Linked DNA regions of Macaca mulatta: regions 2 and 3 are each linked to region 1. A link is a contact called in public Hi-C data. All regions are on one chromosome and are shown on one strand. The core of a region is the stretch at or near the end of the contact, and the rest is flanking DNA. Distances in the headings are between cores, read along the strand shown.

Region 1 (4,280 bases), core at 915-3,414:
CTGCACTCCAGCTTGGGCAACATCTTCTGTGTAGTCAGTTACCTCCTACAACTGTCATTTTTCTGCCTTTTACCATTCAATCTTTCGCTTGCTCCATCCAACCACTCTGGCCTCCTTATACTTCCTGAAACTCTTGACAGATATTGTTTCTTTCAGGTTTCTGCTCAAAAGTACTTAAGAAAGGCCTTCCCCCCACCACCCTATATAAAATGACACACACATCCCACCTGTCACTTGTTTTTTTTTTTTGAGAAAGAGTGTCACTGTTGCCCAGGGGCACAATCACAACTCACTGGACCCTTGACCTCTTGGGTTCAAGTGATTCTCTCACCTCAGCCTCCAGAGTAGCTAAATTACAGGCACACACCATGCCCAGCAATTTTTTCTTTTAAGAGACGGGAGTTTTGCCATGTTGCCCAGACTGCTCTTGAACTCCTGGGCTCTAGCAGTCCACCCACCTCAGCCTCCCAAAGTGCTAAGACTACAGGCATGAGCCACGTGCCTGGCCTCACCTGTTACTCTTTATCCCTAACTTCTGCTGTATTTTTATCTGTAACACTTACCTCTAGCTGACACTAGGTATTTATGTATTTGTCTCCCTCAACTAGGACATAAGCTTATGAGAGCCGAGACTTTTATCCTCCTCTGCTTATCTCCAGTGTGCAGAACAGATGCCTGAGTAAAATGATTAAATGAAAGAAATGAACTTATGGAGTTTTTAGAGGGAATGACATTCAAAGCATCTGTGACACTTCCAGAGACAACATAGCACAGTACTTTCAGAGTAGTCCCTTAATACTTGCTGAAGTTTATTTGCAAAGAGGTAAACTATTATCTGAACCCCAAATAGGTAACAATTCAAAATTACTAGCCTGCTTTCTGCTAAGACCCAGGAGTTATGCTCCTAGAATTTTCCTCTAAACTTTGCTTCTGTCCAAAGAGCAGTTACCTACTTATTTCCCACACTTCCCAAACTTCCTAGTTTGACCCAAGTCCTGATCCCTGCCAACAATTCCATTCTACACCCTTGAAAATCCCAGTGAGTTAAGTGACATAGCAGGCATTTAAATTACTGTTAAGCTAATGAAGTAAACTGTACCCTACCCCTTGGAATCCTCCTGTTTCCGACACTTTACTCATCTACTTACTTAGATCTCGAAGCCACGAATGAAGAGATACAGCGTTAACAGTAAGTTTTCATTTTAAAAAGTGAAAACAATGTAACCATTTTGATATGCCCTCGAGCTCTTTAAACTGTAATTCTACTTTAACTATGAAATATACACAAAATAAAAATTGACACAGACTAAGGAATGGGGGCTGAAAAGCCACAGCCAAATTGGCCATGCATCTCCTACTTCGGGGATTAGGCTCACTCAACTATTTCATAGCCCACTTTGAAATTCGGTCATTTTTCCAGTTGCTCTTTGTTGGAGGGAAACTGTTTCTTAACAAGATTCTGAGGACTCCACAAAAACCGTAAGGTGGGAGGAATTGGGATCTGAAGGTCTTTGGCAAACATGTCCACTGCGGCTGCTCGAGGCAAAGCAACGGAAGTTGAAGAGACTTTGCAACAGCTGCAAGAGTTTCACTCCCAGTGCAGAGAAGGGTAGCGTAGCTAGGCTACCTCACCCGGGCGGCCTCCAGCAGCCAGGTCCCTACCGAACCCCGAGGCCCACCTCGCTGGACCCCGGACGGGCCCCATCTGTTTCCCCTCCTTCCCCACGCTACGGCCCGCTGGGGAAAGGGGCAGCGCCGGGGAGCACGACGAGGGCACGAGGTACCCTCTCCTAGCCCAGGCTCACCCTTGGTCAGCGTGTCCAGCACCCCCGACTTCTCCAAATACCTCCGGAACTGCTCACGCTTCGAGTCGGCGGCCTGAAGAGACACCGGGGGTCAGTGGCCAGAGCCCGGGAGCCGAGCAGGAAGAAGGTGCTAGGAGTCTGGCAACCCCGCCTCCGCCTCGCTACCTCGGGGCCCTCCCGCCCAAACCTGCGCGCGCGACCCCACTCCCACCCAGAGCCGACCAACGGCTTGCTACCGCCCGCATGCCCCCAGCCACGCCGCGCCCCCCTCACTTTGTAATGGGCCATAGTGACAGCGGCAGCGGCGTAGCTGGCGCCGGAGACCGCGACTGGCGGGTTGGGAGCAGAACTGCTCATGCGCGGAAGGGGGCGCGCGGCTGCGCACTTGCGAACCACGGGCAGGGATCGCCGGGGTGTGGCCTGTTTTCATGGCGACCAGGACGCTCTGCATCCCCCGTTGCAGGCTGAGCCGAGGGAGGCTGCGTATGCCCGCCCCTCTGGCTGTTGGAGCCGCACCTCTTCCTCTTCCGGTCCCCGTAGCGATTCGTTTTCTTTGCAAGAGGTGAGATTTTGGTAACTCTGTACTGGCGTCCGGAGGCAGGGCCCGGGAGCACTGGGACTATTGCGAGAGGAAGGATCGCCGCACGGTGGTAGCGAGCTCATTTTTCTCATCTGGGACCTCGGAAACTGTGGTGACCCATAGGTGCTGGACTTTTTGGCTCTCTTCCTGAGAAAGTGCTCACGACTTTGCAGTAGCTGAGGAGGGTGTTTAGAATCATGTATTTTGGTTCCAGCTTTTATCTTTGGAGTCTCCTTGAGTCGTGGCTGACTTGATGTGGGCTTCTGGAGAATGAGCAGTAACGAGCTTGCAATAGCTTTTGAGCGCTGTGCGCCAGGCACTGTAGAAAACACGGGTATTTTAAATTTTAATCCTCACAACACCCCTGTAGGGTGCGTACTGTTAATTAAGTGGAGAGGTTAGATGTCCAGTGAGTAGAGCCGAGTCCAATCCGGGCAATGAATCACGATGCTATGAACTGGTGAAAGAAAGCCACGGATCTTTTTAAGATTTTATTTACTAGGTAGCAACATGTGATTATACTCGAGACATATCAGGATGCAGTCTAGAAGGAAACTACGTGATTGTGTTTCAGGGGCAAACAAAATTAACCCAGTGTCCAAGGTGGAATTATGTAGATGAAGAACCGTGTCCTAAGGCTGTGGTCTCTTCAAAGAGAAAACCTGATCAAACCATTTAGCCCCAGTTCTGAACATGTGATATTCCCAAAATCAGTTACACACATTCGAAAGAATATCATTAAAAAAAAAAAAAAAATCCTGATTTGACAACCTTATGTCTTTGGATTTAGAAGTGTTCTTTCACAATCTAGAATTAGAGCTGTTTTTCCCTTGCTGAAATGAGTTTGCCGTCTGTCTTAACAGCTGGTCTTTAGAGCTGCCCATATCTATTTTGTCCGTGCCCCACCACCACTAGGCTACTTCTCTGATAATATATACAATGTCTAAAAGCCAACCAATGTTTAGATCTGAAGATCTGTGGGAACCCGCCTACCAATGAGATTGTTCGTTAGGGACACTACGTGATTTGGAGGACACACAGGATTATTACAGGTTCTGACCAACCCTAGCTCAAAGGACAGCCCTCCCAAAGAATCAGCTGTGTTTGGAATGTCAAGTGATTGAGACTTTCCTTGTGAAGGAGGAAGGGTTCTGACTATGCCCTTTCTGAACTGGCCTTTGAGGTTACCTTTAGGAGGTGACCCCCGGTTTTCATGTTCTGTAGAGGAACCCCATGTAGCTCTAAGCCACCGCGGTTTCCAATCGCAGTTAGCTGGCAAGGAGAAAGCTGTTTGGGGTGACTGCCTCATGTTGTTCTCTCCATCTATAGCAACACCTGGAATAGAACGGTGACCTCTAGAGTAGTAGTTCCTTTTGCGGTCTTTGCCTTCAGTTTCTCTTTTTTCCCTTAACTGGTTACCATTAACTTCTTTTCCAAATATTTTATGAGTGTCTTTGTTATTATTTGAACCGATGTGTTGAAAATGAGTACAGCTAGTACTAAGTGTGGAAATCTCGTTAGAAAGTACAGTTTCCTGTTCATTCAAAATGCATTTCTCATCATTTACACTGTGATTGTCAGGATTTGGCTGGAATACAGAAGATGAATTTAAACTAGGGTACACCGCAGTGTGTGTTTGCTTTTCCACTAACAGATTATAATCAGGGGCAGAAGGGAGTCGCTTCAGTGAATTTGCAGATGTGCTCTGATATTTGGCTACGTTTTGTTTTGCCTCGTTTGCATGGAATTCATTATGTTCCTTCTTCAACTTGTATTTTCCCCAAATCCCTCTTTTAATCTTTTTAAAACCTAGGTGGAAAATTTCTAGAATGTTTAAGAAAAGTGAAATAGTGGCTATAGATTGCATAAATAATAGGAATATTGTCTTTTCTGTT
Region 2 (4,502 bases), core at 1,986-4,485, 130 kb after region 1:
AAAATACAAAATTAGCCAGGCGTGGTGGCACATGCCTGTAATCCCAGATACTCAGGAGGCTGAGGCAGGAGAATTGCTTGAACCTGGGAAGCAGAGGTTGCAGTGAGCCAAGATTGCACCATTGCACTCCAGCCTGGGCAACAAGAGCAAAATTTCGTCTCAAAAAAAAAAAAAAAAAAAAAAGCCTGGTGTGGTGCTGCACACCTGTAGTCCTAACTACTTGGGAGGCTAAGCCCAGGAGTTTTCAGGGCTGCAGTGAGCTATGATTGCACCACTACACTCCAGCCTGGATGACAGAGTAAGACCCTGTCTGTAAAAGAGAAAAAAAAAAGTGCTATTTAGAATAACTACCCAAGGTGGCATACTTTTCAAACCTTCTAAGCTCTCACTTTGGACCTGTTTACACCATAAGAAGGCAATTTACTTGGCCCACATTAGACAACAAGCCCCTTAAAAAATAACCATCACTATGCTGGACGCAGTGGCTCACGCCTGTAATCCCAGCACTTTGGGAGGCCAAGGCGGGGATCACTTGAGGTCAGGAATTTGAGATCAGCAGTTTGAGAAACCCGTCTGTAGTAAAAATACAAAAATTAACCGGGAATGGTGGCACGTGCCTGTAGTCCCAGCTACTGGGGAGGCTGAGGCAGCAGAATTGCTTGAACCCGGGAGGTGGAGGTTGCAGTCAGCTGAGATTACACCACTGCACTTCAGCCTGGATGACAGAGCAAAACTCTGCCTCAAAACAAACAAACAAGCAAACCATCACTAGGTAGGTTTTTTTTGGGTTTTTTTGTTTGTTTTTGACACAGAGTCTCGCTCTGTCGCCCGGGCTGGAGTGCAGTGGCCGGATCTCAGCTCACTGCAAGCTCCGCCTCCTGGGTTTACGCCATTCTCCTGCCTCAGCCTCCCGACTAGCTGGGACTACAGGCGCCCGCCACCTCGCCCAGCTAGTTTTTTCTATTTTTTAGTAGAGACGGGGTTTCACCGTGTTAGCCAGGATGGTCTCGATCTCCTGACCTCGTGATCCGCACGTCTCGGCCTCCCAAAGTGCTGGGATTACAGGCTTGAGCAACCGCGCCCGGCCACTAGGTTGCTTTTTATGTCCTTGGCTTTCATTAGACATAACAAAAAGTATCCATGTCAATTTTGCTTTAGCATTTGTTGTTAAAATCTTCTTGATTGCTTTATTAAATCATTAACTGTTTCCTAATAAAATCACATGAGAAACTACCTTTAGAATTTGGTTATACAGGAAAAAAAAAATCTGTGATATCTCCTATGATTAATTCATTCCTTTCAGATAGCAAAATAAATTCAACATGTACTGTGTTTTCATTTTTACCCTAGCATCCAGGAAACTCAGAACTACATTCTTCCTTCCTTCCTCCCTCCCTCCCTCCCTTCCTCTCTCTCTCTCCTTCCCTCCCTCTCTTTCTCTCTCTTTCTCTCCCTCCCTCTCTCTCTTTCTTTCTTTTTCTTTTTTGAGACAGGGTCTCACTCTGTCTCCCAGGCTGGAGCGCAGTGGCACAATCTCAAGGTGGCGAGTCCAAGCAATTCTCCCACCTCAAACTCCCCAGTGGCTGAGATTAAAAGTGTGCACCACTACGCCTGCCTGGTTTTTGTATTTTTAGTAGAGACAGAGACAGGGTTTTACCATGTTGTCCAGACTGGTCTCGAACTCCTATCTTCAAGTGATCCACCCGCGTCAGCCTCCAAAGTGCTGAGATTACAGGCGTGAGCCACCGCACCCAGCCAAGAACTACATTTCAAATTCAGTTACAGTCTTGTTTAAAACTATGATGATTGTGATCTCCTTTTTCTCTGGCCCTAATATTCTATTTCTAGTTTTCTAGCCTATTGTAAAGTCCCTTTATGCTCTTTTGGACAAGAGAGGAGATAAAATTAACATTTGGTATGCTGATTTTAGAATTATTTCTGCAGTTTTACAAAGATAAATGCAAAAATACATGTCCTATGTTATGATATTTAAAGAATGTGTAGAGGTTACTCCGGGCACATTGCCTATGGGGTAGCCCTGTTCACAAGGAGCAGGGGGAAAAAAAAAAAAAAAAAGAATTTGTAGTAACTGAAGATGATCCAGAGGAAAGCAATGGAAAAAGAACAATGAATGGGGACTGGGAGAGTATGCCCATATTCTCCAACTCAAATATTGTGGCACATTGATGTAGCATATGGGCTAATAGAAGTGAATATCTGAAATTCGGACTGTCCTGAAAAATCCTGGAGATATGTTGAAGACAGATCCCAGGAGTCATCGTCATTATTCAGTATATACAAGAAGTTACAGAAAGGCTTCATCCTTTCTTTGGATCACAGATTCCTTTGATGATCTGTTGAAAACATCGGAACTGCTCCCCAGAAAAATACAGAAGCGTAGAGTTTCAGAAAGCAGAACCCTCCTGTTATCTATTTATTTTTCCAGAATATCAAAAGCACTTTACAGTTGGTATTGCTGTAAAGAATTCAGAAAGACGAGGAAGAACCTGAGCTGCCAAGTCAGATGGGAAGAATGGCAAATCAGCTACTAGCTGAAGTTCTTAACACTCTGAAGCCATTCTAACACGGTTTAAGCCAGTGGGTGCTTTTTGTGTATTCTCAACTTTTTAAAGTAACATATCCCTTCGGTGAGGTGCTTAAGGTATGGGTCAGCTATCTCAAAAATACTCCCACAAACATCCCCACCCTCGCTCCCACCCCACAAATCTGCAAATAATTTCATGGGGTTCATGGACTTGCTAAAGCCCATCCTCCAATAATCGTTTCTGTTTAAGTGCAGACTTCCCAGGACTCAGCGGAATGCCCTTGATGACCTTTAACAATCACCCTTTTATCATGGGGACGAGAGCGGCCTAGAACGTTGTTTTTGGAGTCACCAGACCCCCACGGCCCCTCACCAGACCCCTTCAAGTTCTCCCCTCCCCCACGCCCGCGCAGCGCAGGTGCGAAAACCTTAGGGGCCACCCGGGCGCTACAGCCCCAAAGCGTGGGGGGGATGGGACCCTGGGAGGGGCGGGGGTGGGGGTGGGGGCCTTCCCGGTGTTGCTTGGTGACCACGCTCTCCGCCCAGACCGTTCCATTTCTTCAACAGGGGGTGCCCCGGGCCGGGCCGGCGCTGACCAGCCTCGCAGAGCCACCCTCTTCCGGCCTGCCCCCCTCTGTCGGGCGATGGCGTGCGCCCGTGACGTCACAGAAGGCGGGGCCAGCGCCGCTGCCGGGTGCTGGAGGCGCCATTGGAGCCGGCTTGGCTGGCGAGCCCCGCTGAGGAGCCGGAGCTTGGGCTGCAGTTACCGCCGCGTCCGCTCCCGGTTCCTGGCCCCTCAGCAGCATGGCGTGCGGGGCGACGCTGAAGCGGCCCATGGAGTTCGAGGCGGCGCTGCTGAGTCCCGGCTCCCCGAAGCGGCGGCGCTGCGCCCCTCTGCCCGGCCCCACTCCGGGCCTCAGGCCCCCGGACGCCGAGCCGCCGCCGCCGCCGTTTCAGACGCAGACCCCACCGCAGAGTCTGCAGCAGCCCGCCCCGCCCGGCAGCGAGCGGCGCCTTCCAACTCCGGGTAACCTGCGCTGCTGCGGGCTTGGCAGGAAGCCAGGCCCAGGCATTTTTTTGGGGGCGTTGGGGGAGGGTTGGGAATACCAGGCCAGTTTACCCAGGGACCCCTTCTTTGCCTTGAGAAAAGGGAACTGGGATGCCGCTGGGTCTGGTTGCTTCCGGGGATGGGAGGCATCTGGGAGGGGTTGTGGGGCCACAGGGTCGGTTTTCGGTTTTCCTGGAGCAGGAGAGCCTGGAGGGGTGGACACCAAAGAGGAAGATGGGAATACCTCTGGCCGCTCAGGGCCCTCCTTGTCGCTGAAGCCCCTCCTGCCTCCGCTGGCCGGGTCTACACCGAGCCATCCTGCAGATCCAGTGGGCCATGGAGAATTGGATTCTGCTCACGAACCTGGCCTGGAGGGCGGGGGTGGGTTGGGGGCGGGTTACCGGGAAGGGGCGCGAGTGCGTGCTGTTTAGCGCTGTACTGTGTAGCTTGTAGGGAGACATGATTTCCAGAAGTCTTTAGGGACTCAGAGGCCGCCGGAAGAGTCACGGAATCCAATTTCAACCTGATCATTTCTAAGGGACTGGCCACGTTCTTTTATTATGTGGCTATTGCCTTGCACCATATATGGCTTGAAATCGGTAGATCATTAGCTAGAATTTGAGAATCCTACGACGTACGGAGGTTCTACAGAACCAAGAATGTAACTGTCCTTAACAGGGACTCTCCAGTAATGCATTCCACTTTGTCCAAGGAAAAGGAAGGACTGGCATTACAGTAGACACCTCATAGCGCAGGAGTAGAGGGGAGGGTGCTTCAGCATTAATATTCTGCGATTTTAAAGGACTTCCGGAAATGAGGGGGACGTCTCAATAATGGATTAGGGCAAGTCGTTTCTTTGTGTCTTCTTCTATTCCTCAAGCTTAAGCAAAACCTTAGGCTCACCCTAAA
Region 3 (4,647 bases), core at 1,524-4,023, 160 kb after region 1:
CTGGGACTACAGGCGCCTGCCACCTCGCCCGGCTAGTTTTTTGTATTTTTAGTAGAGACGGGGTTTCACCATGTTAGCCAGGATGGTCTCGATCTCCCGACCTTGTGATCCGCCCGTCTTGGCCTCCCAAAGTGCTGGGATTACAGGCTTGAGCCACCGCGCCCGGCCTTTTTTTTTTTTTTTTTTGAGACAGAGTTTCAGTCTTCTTGCCCAGGCTGGAGTGCAATGGTGCGATCTCGGTTCACTGCAACCTCTGCCTTTTGGGTTCAAGCGATGCTCCTGCCTCAGCCTCCTAAGTAGCTTGGATTACAGGTGCCTGCCACCATGCCTGGCTAATTTTTTTGTATTTTTAGTAGAGACAGGGTATCACCATATTGGCCAGGCTTGTCTTGAACTCCTGAACTCAGGTGATCTGCCTGCCTCAACCTCCCAAAATGCTGGGATTACAGGCATTAGCCACTGTACCTGGCCCTTGTTTTCTAATCTTAAAAAACTCTTTCAAGGGCACCCCATTTTTTCTTAGGTTAATAATGTATAAAAGAGGCTGTCTCATACTTACAAGCAGCCTGCCCTCAACTCTCTCTCAGGGTGTTAAAAGAAAATGTATAAAAGAGCCAGGCATGGTGGCTCATGCCTGTAATCTCAGCACATTGGGAGGCCCAGGCAGGATGATCAGTTGAGCCCAGGAGGTGGAGACCAGCCTGGGAAACATAGAGAGATCCTCATCTCAACAAAAAAAATTTTTTAAAGAATTATCTTGGCTGGGCGCAGTGGCTCACGCCTGTAATCCCAGCACTTTGGGAGGCCAAGGCGGGCAGATCATGAGGTCAAGAGATTGAGACCATCCTGGCCAATATGGTGAAACCTCGTCTCTACTAAAAAAAATACAAAAATTAGCTGGGCATGGTGGCCCACACCTATAGTCCCAGCTATTCAGGAAGCTGAGGCAGGAGAATCACTTGAACCTGGGAGGTGGAGGTTGCAGTGAGCTAAGATTGCACCACTGCACTCCAGCCTGGTGACAGAGCGAAACTCTGTCTCAAAAAAAATAATAATAATAATAATAATTAGCTGGGCACAGTGGTATGTCTGTAGTCCCAGCTACTTGGGAGGCTGAGGCAGGAAGACTGCTTGAGCCCTGGAGTTTGAGGCTGCAGTGAGCTATGATAGCACTACTGCACTCCAGCCTGGGTGATGGAGTGAAACCTTATCTCAAATAAGATGATGATAATAATAATAAAGACTGCCAGGCGCGTGGTGGCGTGCACATGTGGTCCCAGCTATTTGGGAGGCCGAGGTGGGAGGACCACCAGAGCTCAGGGAGGTTGAGGCTGCAGTAAACTGTGATTGTACCACTGCACTCCAGCGGGGCAATGGGAGTGAGACCCTGTCTCAACAATAATAATTATATATACACATATATGTTCTAGTATTTTTCTCCCATACCTCCAATGTATAATATCTCATGCACCCTGTGGTCCACCCCCCAAAGACATATACACAGCACTTTAGAGTCTCTGATGTAGTCAAAGGGAGTCATTGGAGGTTCTGGAACAGATGACAGGCATGGGAGCAGTTGATTCACAAACTGAAAGCTGAGACATCAAAGAACTGCGACTGACTTGGAATGTTTCCCGTGTGCTAGCCACCGCCTCAGTGCTTTATACATAAATCAGTTAATCCCTATAGCAGCCCTCCATTGTGAGTACCATAATTATCTTAACAGATGAGGAGACTGAGGCACAGTGAAGTTAAAGTCACATGAAGTTGGTGGTGGGGGTCTACTTTTTTTTTTTTTTTTTTTTGAGACGGAGTCTAGCTCTGTCCCCAGGCTGGAGTGCAGTGGCGCGATCTCGGCTCAGTGCAATCTCTGCCTCCCGGGTTCAAGTGATTCTCCTGCTTCAGCCTCCCAGTAGCTGGGATTACAGGCACTTGCTGCCACGCCCAGCTAAGTTTTGTATTTTTAGTGGAGACAGAGTTTCACCATATTGGCCAGGATGGTCTTGATCTCCGGAACTCGAGGTCCACCTCGGCCTCTCAAAGTGCTGGGATTACAGGCCTAAGCCACTGCGACCGGCTGGGGGGCCTACATTTGACCCACATGGTGGTTTGGGTTCATAGTCCATGTGCTTAACCACTAGTAGGCAGGCAGGGAGCCAGTGTTCTTTCTCTCCTGTGACTTTGGTGAAGTCTCTCACCAGTCAGTGTTGGCATGAGCATGCTAGGCACAGTGCAAGAAAGGAGCAAGAACTCACTAATGACTAGGACTTTCCTGTGTCTCTATAATTGATGGGTTTGGTTTCTTTTCTTTCTCTCTCTCCCTCCTCTCTCTCTTCTTCTTCCTCTCTCTCTCGCTCTCGCTGTCTCCCCCTGAGATAAGGTCTTGTTGTGCTGCCAGGACTGGAATGCAATGGAATGGTGTGATCATGGCTCACTACAGCCGTGATCTCCTGGGCTCAAGGGATCCTCCCACGTCAGCCTCCTGAGTAGCTGGAACCACAGGCATGCACCACCATGCCCGGTAATTTTTTATTTTTTGTAGAGAGTTTCGCCATGTTGCCCAGGCTGGTCTCGAACTCCTGGGCTGAAGCGATCTTCCTGCCTCAGCCTTCCAAGGTGCTGGGATTGCAGACGTCAGCCACCATACCAGGCTAAGGGGCTTGGTTTCTATGGTTTTCGGGAGAGACTGCTGAGGGAAGGTCAGCTTCCGGCGTCGCGCTGCAAACGTCGCGCTGAGGTCATCCTTTACGGCAGGCGTCCGCGTCGCAAGCTAGTCGTCCTGAAGCGGCGGCCAGAGAAGAGACAAGGGTACGAGCATCGGATCGGTAGGGGCTGTTTATGTCCGCGCGTCAGTTTAGGTCAAGGACCTTCCTTCCGAGGTCTCTTTAACAGATTTCCTCTTGACTTGCTGTGTGTCCCCTCTCCCAGACCCGAACTCAGGGCGTGTTCCCTGCCCTCCCAGGCCGCTTCACCTCCACAGCTAATGGCACCGAAGCCTGGAGATTGCCGCTCTCTCCACTTTCTAGATTTGTTTAGGTTTTTGCCGGACTAATGTTTTGGTTTTCTGTTTCTTAACCTAAAGTCTACGATCCTTATCCCAGCTTTCTAGGCTCTGCGTGATTTCGGCCCCGTCAACCTCCTGAGCTCATTTCATTCTTTTTCCCGTCATGCACGCTGCGCTCCATTGTCCCCCAAACATACCCAGCGCCTCCGGCTGTCTGTAACTCGGGCTGTTGCCCAACTGGAACACTCTGCCCATTGATCTTCACTTGGCTAACTCGCAAGCCATCTTAAAGGCATTTTCAAGTCTCCGGGCAGAGTTGGTGCTTCGTCCTTCGAGCTCTTACCCACTCGTGTTCCTTGCAGTGTATTCCCAGTTCCGAGTGTGTGTGTCTCTGGTGCTTACGTTGGAGCTGCTTTCCCCCGCATCTGAGTGCCTGGAACGTAACTACTCAGTAAATGATGACTGAGGGATGGGAAGGAACTTTAGAAGTTAAATTCACCTTTTTGTTGAGATGGAGTTTCGCTCTTATTGCCCAGGCTGGAGTGCAATGGCGCAATCTCGGTTCATCGCAACTTCCGCCTCCCGGATTCAAGCGATTCTCCTGCCTCAGCCTCCCTAGTAGCTGGGATTACAGGCATGCGCCCCCACGCCTGGCTAATTTTGTATTGTTTTTTAGTAGAGACGGGGTTTCGCCATGTTGGTCAGGCTGGTCTTGAACTCTCAACCTCAGGTGATCCGCCCGCCTCGGCCTCCCAGAGTGCTGAGATTACAGGTGTGAGCCACTGCGCCCGGCTAAATTCACCTTTACATCTACCATGAGTACACATTTATATTGGTATTTGTGAGTCTGCGCACGCACTTCGTTTCAGTCAACTTAGGCAGTGAGGCTTTTTTTTTTTGGAATACTGTTTTTTTTTTACATTTAACATTATTATGTATTTGCATATAAATTTTTTTTTTCCCTAATATCTGTTATATTCTACAAAGTAAGTCTTAACCCATTTCTTTCACTCTGGGTTTTTTTTGGTTTTGTTTTGTTTTTGAGACAGGATCTCGCTTTGTTGCCCAGGATGGAGTGCAGTGTCCAGGTCATAGCTCACTGAAGCCTTGAACTCCTGGCCTCAATCTCCTGCCTCAGCCTTAGGAGTAGCTGGGACTACAGGTGCATACCACCACAAGTGCCTTTTTAATTAATTAATTAATTGATTTATTTTTTTGAGGCAGAGAATCTGACCAAAGGATCCAAATTCTTTTTTTCTTCTTTTTTTTTTTTTTTTTTTTTTTGATACAGAGAACCTGACCAAAGAATCCAAATTCTTTTTTTTTTTTTTTTTTTTGAGACGGAGTCTTACTCTGTCACTCAGGCTGGAGTACAATGGTGCGATCTTGGCTTGCTCTGTCTCCCGGGTTCAAGCAGTTCTCCTGTCTCAGCCTCCCGAATAGTTGGGATTACAGGCATGTGACAACACGCCTGGCTAATTTTTTTGTATTTTTAGTAGAGATGGGGTTTCACCATATTGGCCAGGCTGGTCTTGAACTCCTGACCTCAGGTGATTCACCCACCTTGGCCTCCTAGAGTGCTGGGATTATAGGCGTGAGCCACCGCGCCTGGCCCACAAGTGGCTAATTAAAAAAAATTTTTT

Evidence for each region. Hi-C and Micro-C count contacts between places; a contact is called where the count stands out from the background.
Region 2: a Hi-C map of cortical neurons shows a contact between it and region 1, with 3 times the contacts expected there. The contact joins the promoter of AKIRIN1 here to the promoter of MYCBP in region 1. A contact is called at or near these places in 6 of 14 Hi-C or Micro-C datasets (CD4 T cells, blood, cortical neurons and 3 more).
Region 3: a Hi-C map of liver shows a contact between it and region 1, with 2.4 times the contacts expected there. The contact joins the promoter of NDUFS5 here to the promoter of MYCBP in region 1. A contact is called at or near these places in 2 of 14 Hi-C or Micro-C datasets (fetal cortex germinal zone and liver).

Annotation. Positions count from the first base shown.
Region 1 is chr1:201,934,921-201,939,200 of T2T-MMU8v2.0, reverse strand. MYCBP (MYC binding protein) reads right to left here and starts at 2,164. Exons shown (of 5, transcript XM_001113156.5): 1 at 2,079-2,164; 2 at 1,806-1,878. The coding sequence starts at 2,162. GJA9 (gap junction protein alpha 9) reads right to left here. Exons shown (of 1, transcript XM_001113253.5): 1 at 2,347-4,280. The coding sequence ends at 3,347. All of the region lies in intron 1 of LOC106997876 (a long non-coding RNA gene), which reads left to right.
Region 2 is chr1:201,807,696-201,812,197 of T2T-MMU8v2.0, reverse strand. AKIRIN1 (akirin 1) reads left to right here and starts at 3,235. Exons shown (of 5, transcript XM_015135822.3): 1 at 3,235-3,572. The coding sequence starts at 3,350.
Region 3 is chr1:201,770,482-201,775,128 of T2T-MMU8v2.0, reverse strand. NDUFS5 (NADH:ubiquinone oxidoreductase subunit S5) reads left to right here and starts at 2,773. Exons shown (of 3, transcript XM_028842583.2): 1 at 2,773-2,879.